Linked DNA regions of Mus musculus: region 2 is linked to region 1. A link is a contact called in public Hi-C data. All regions are on one chromosome and are shown on one strand. The core of a region is the stretch at or near the end of the contact, and the rest is flanking DNA. Distances in the headings are between cores, read along the strand shown.

What was found. A called contact is a pair of places that touch in the nucleus more often than the background predicts.
Region 2: a contact with region 1 is called in a Hi-C map of cortical neurons, with 3 times the contacts expected there. The contact joins two enhancer-like sites. A contact is called at or near these places in 2 of 484 Hi-C or Micro-C datasets (cerebellar granule neurons and cortical neurons), 1 of 115 datasets of contacts at active chromatin or transcription factors (embryonic basal ganglia) and 1 of 9 other capture datasets (embryonic stem cells).

Annotation. Positions count from the first base shown.
Region 1 is chr11:113,926,543-113,929,139 of GRCm38.p6, forward strand. All of the region lies in intron 2 of Sdk2 (sidekick cell adhesion molecule 2), which reads right to left. Among named protein-coding and RNA genes, the nearest start is that of Gm51929, 110 kb to the right of the region's middle. Within about 2 kb of position 1,314, at least 53 of the 459 cell types and tissues checked have an H3K27ac peak or open chromatin away from gene starts, as enhancers often do. A contact at or near this core is called in cortical neurons, where this site is marked.
Region 2 is chr11:114,636,004-114,638,600 of GRCm38.p6, forward strand. No RefSeq gene overlaps it. Among named protein-coding and RNA genes, the nearest start is that of Gm31781, 11 kb to the left of the region's middle. Within about 2 kb of position 1,293, at least 30 of the 459 cell types and tissues checked have an H3K27ac peak or open chromatin away from gene starts, as enhancers often do. A contact at or near this core is called in cortical neurons, where this site is marked.

The DNA.
Region 1 (2,597 bases), core at 64-2,563:
CCTGCATTGAGGAATTGTAACTGGGAATTATAAACCAAATAGATGTCTCCGCAATGTTGCTTCTTCCAGGGTATTTTGTCATAGCAACAGATATAAAATTAGTATGCATTATGACATTTTCATCTATGCAATACTTTTTATGAATTTTTTGATAACTTAAGATTTTATTTTATACTTTTGTGTGTGTGTGTGTGCGTGTACATGTGTGCACATGCATGCTCACTTAATTGACTTTCATTATGCTTGTGAGGGGTTGTTTATCAGCTCATTGATGTAAATGCCTATTCTTCTCCCGAGCAACAGTTATAGCCTATAGATCCTCAGCATAGGGCAGGGCCACTACATGGCTTAATATCACATAAGTCTATGTGTGGTTTTCTCTACAAGAAATGACAGGCATGTATAGAAATCTGGAGCTATCTGAACCACTTCTGCACCAAATACTCAAACCTTTAGGGTCCTCAGTTCCCTGACACTTGAGTTACAACACTCTTTTGATTTTAGATGGCTCTTTTGCTACCCCTGAATAATAGCTCACCAGCCACATTCCTTCCAACGCCCACTCCCCAAACCCACGTCTAGCCCTTCCAGCAAAGCATCAACTCTGCTCCAGTATTCCAGCTTTTAACCAGTGAATCAGTTTAACCAGTGAACCCTTGCAAAATCACGCAGCCATCTGTATTCGAGACCTCTCCTTTTCTGTGTGTGCCACCAATGGAGATGCTGGGTGCCATGCTCCCGCCTCCCCGACAGGCCTTGCGGAGTTTTGCATGACTTTGCATGGCATGGAGATATTTGTGAACGTGTAAGTTACATCATAGCAGAACTGGCTGCCAACGGCTTAGCTGGGTCCCAGAAACTGAGTCAGGAGCCAGGAAATTTGCTTTTCTGTGTAGCTCATCGTCGCAGTGACTCATCCCACCCTCCCTGGAACGCTCCATGGCCAGATGCTGTGTGGGGCTCTGAGTATTAACAGTAACAATGGCAGCAACCACAGCGATGCTGTCATCCTTACAATGTGATGAACACCGTTCTGTGGCTGTCGTGGGTTAGAGCTGTCCTGATCCCCAGGTACATCTCTGGTCTATTCATCCTTGCAGCCGGCTACCAAGATCACAGAGGGGATGTCTCTGGAGACAGAAGGGATGATGTTAAATATTACCTACCCTGCTCCCCTTATCATCTCTGGATCCCTGGGATGACTTGGGCATCTGTGGGCAGGGATAACGAGAACTTGGGCATCTTGTGGGCAGGGATAACCTTGCAGTAGATCCTTCAGCTGCCGCTCAGTATCAAGTGGAGGGGTGAGTATGCAGTAGCTACACTGAGGTGGGTACTGGGTAGGCATGGGTGAGCTGTGAGACAGTGAACCTTGCCTGGCTCTGCCCAGCTGGCCAGAGCTTCCTACCCAGCCCCACTCTGCTCCCTAGACTGCCTCAGGCTTCCGACTTCCCTAGACCAGATGTCTGTGGGATGAATGAATGTTGATAAGCCTGGAGGTTGAGCTAAGGGGCTCCAGAAACTCCCTGCAACTTGCCTGGCAGGCGGGTGTGGGGAGACAGGGAAGAGGTCTGCCTGGAGCCCTGCCCACCATCAGCAGCCCAGGTGCTGTACAATCAGACTGAGTCTCCTGACCCAGGCAGACCAGACTCAAGGTTAGCAATGACCTACCCTCCCTGTGGCAAGGTATGGCCGTGTTTCTCAATCAGCCATTTCTGGCTCTCTGTCTACCTCACTGATCTACAGTATAGCTGTAAACTTTATCCACAGTGCCTGGCTCCCTCCCCAAGGCAGGGTCATGGTAATGAATCTTTCCTAATGTTCTTCATCCTCTTTATGAACTACCCTACGTCAGAGCTACGTCTCCATTTGGCAGATGGAGAAGATGAAGAAACCAAGGCACAGAGGGAGGGGTTAAGGAACACGCCTCGGGGTCTAACAGTGAGCAGGTGGCAGAACATGCCTTAGCTCCTGCCTGAAGCGATACCACGGGGATTAAGTGTGACAACACAGGCAGTGTGCTCAGGGCCTGCCATAAGGCATTCGTACATGCTGTCTGACTCAGCATCACTGTTACTGGCTCTACGCTCCCTCACTCATTCATCTGCCTTGCCAGGAAGAAAGGAGGCCGTTTGTCCTCCTTATGGTCCTGATGCTGGCTCGAGGCTCATTCAGCCAGGTAAACCCTGGCCTGCAGGCAGCCTGTGGGTAGAGCTCATGCACGTGAGACATGACGCAAGGTGCTTGCCTGGGATGGCTGTGCCCTGACCCCCTGAATGGACTCTCTCAGGCCAGAATCTAGAACCTGCCCCATTACCTCTGTCCCCTCTGCCCTGCCCCTCCAGGCCATGTTGTACCCAAACATTCTCTCTGGACTCTCCAAAGTCACCCTTGCAGGTGACTTCAGAAGCAACTTCTGGATGAAGCAGACCAGAACCGTGTTAATTAGGCCCAAGGGGACCTGCTGGGAGCCACCATCTGGAAAAGGTGCTTGTGAAGCCACTGGACACTGGCCAAGCCTGAGCAAAGGCTCGGAGATCAGAGACTGCAAGCCTGGTATTTTTCTGCAGTTTTCCCAGGACATAGACCCCATCTTG
Region 2 (2,597 bases), core at 43-2,542, 710 kb after region 1:
TTCTGCCTCCATCTCTACAACCTCCATTTGGTACATTTTCTGGGAGCCTCTGGAACACACAAAGCTCTACCAGGAGTGAAGCTTGGGGCACACGGAAGTGTTCCAGGGTGTCGATGTGGCCCATGCTGTGATGCTATGTGAGGTGGGTTCTCCCCAGCTTTTGGCTGTCTTTCTCCTCTCCCCTCCCTCCACATCTGACATTGTCTTTCCTTTCTCTCAGCCAGGAAGCAAAAAGGCTCCTAAAGCCTGATTGCCCAGCTCCACCCTCTCCTTGCTGACAATGTCACGTACACACACACACACACACACACACACACACACACAGTTGTCTGCAGTTGGACTGGATGGAGGTAATGTGGTTCTGAACTCCAGGGATCCTCAGACGACTCACTACATAAAATATACGGAAACTCTTAAATAGACAGTGGCATCCACACTCACCCCGCAGGCACTTACCACCAGTTAGAACTTCCCTTGCAAGAGGCCATCCCCAGCTCCGTCTGTTAAGAAACACTGACATCTAGTGGCTGAATGTGGGACCTGCAGCAACGACTTGCCTTCCAAGAATAGGGTCCGTGGCTGCAAGAGCTGACCCCTCCCATGCCTCAGGACTTTCTAAACAGCAAAGAAACCCCAGCCCCAGCCCCCACCTCATGCTTCTCTTTGATGTTTTCATCCCTCCCCCTTCTGAAAAGCCCCCAGGCTCCCCAAGTACTATGAGAGTCACGAACCCCTGTTAAAATGGTCACGTATGCCTGGTTCTTGCTAAATGTATCCCAGAAGCTTACCGTTGAAAAGAGAGATGTCATAAATGAAACAGGCCGTGGATAATCCACAAAGTGAGTCATTAGGTGCTGAGTTTAAGCCCATGTGCCAGAAGCCACGCAGCGCTTCCAGCTCAGCACCACCGAGGGGGCGGGGGGGGGGGGGGAAGCAGACAGTAAAGTGAGCAAGGCTGTTTTCCCCACCAGCTGCCAATCATCCATCTGACAGCCTTGCAGGCATGTGGACCACAGCTGCTTACTCAGCGCTCCAGGTGCCAGGCAAAGCACTGGGCAATCAACAGTGTACAGTGCGTGTGCGTGTGTGTGTGTGTGCGTGTGCGTGTGTGTGTGCGTGTGCGTGTGCGTGTGCGTGTGCGTGTGTGTGTGCGTGCGCGCGCGCACGCGCGTGTACGTGTGTGTGCGTGCTCGTGTGTATGTGTGTACGTGTGTGCCTGTGTATCTGTGTGCTGGGGAAGGCTGCACAAAAGGAAGGATGTGCACAGCGTGAGTCACTGGCAGACATAAGCAAGTGAACCATAAAATAATCTAAATTCATTTATTCAACAAATGCTTCCAAGCACCTGCTGTGTAAGCGTGAGGAGCTGCCTCCCTCGCTGCATTGGGCTTCCTTCCACCCTCCCGCCCAGCATCTCCGGAGCAAAGTCCACCTCTTGAGCCTCCTTGCCTCCAACTGACCTACATTACCTCAATATTGTCTTTTCTCTACACAGCCCTACAACCCTGGGACCCAGCACACAGGAGGGGCCTGGTGTGTGCTTATTGGAGACATTAATCTAGTACAGTACCTACCCAGAGTGGAAACTCTTCGAAGAATGTTCCCCATGGCTGGACACCCCAGCCCTCCTCATACACGCCCACTGATGGGCGCTCATCATTCCCTAGATGGTTAGCCAGACCTGGCCTCTGAGGCAAGAAACACAAGCACACGTTGGATTTCCCTTCATGGCTCTTCAGGTTCCCCGCCCCCTCCCATCCTTCTGCTCCTATCTGCCCACTGCAATGACCACAGATGACCTCTTCCTACACCCCAACTACCAGCTTGCTTTCTTGTTAATTTTGGTTTTGGTTTCGTTCGGTTTCAAGTCAAGGTCTCTCACCATATAGCCTTGGCTGTCCTGGAACTCACTATGTAAACTAGGCTGGCCTTGAACTCACAGAGATCTCCCTGCCTCTGTGCTGGAATTAAAGGCATGCACCACTACATCCAGCCCCAGTTTCTTTCTTGAGGCAGTAGGGGAGGTGGCCACAGACCCTACAGCGAGACCCTACAGCAAGATCCCTCAAGGCTCTCTGCTCACTGGAGTGATGTCGCCCCACCTCCCAGTCCCCTTTTGCTTCAACTCTCCTGGGAAATATCCAAAGCCCTAGGGTGAGTCTGCCTGGCCAGCTCAGACCCCATTCCCCTCAGAGCCACTCCTACAGCCTGGGACGACACATGTGATTGTTCAGAGAGGTTACACGTCTTACCCTGTGGCCAGGGGGACAGGAGAAAACCCACTACAATTACCAGCCCACCTGCCTCATGTGGACTGGGGGAGGGATAGTTTCCCAACGGAGAGAGGGTATGTGACCAGGAAGAGAGGAAAGATGTAGAAGGGAGCAGGTGACTGTGTCCCCCAAAATGCATGTTCACTCAGATCCTCAGATGAACTCCCATTTGAGAGGAGAGTTTGTGGGTGTTCTGTGGATATGGGGCAAGAGGAGCTCGTCTCGAGTCAGTGTGGCACTAGATCCAGCCACAGTCCTTATATCAGGGCAGCGGGAGGGAAGGTGGCCATGTTTTCCTGGAGGCAGAGAACTGAGCAACAAGCC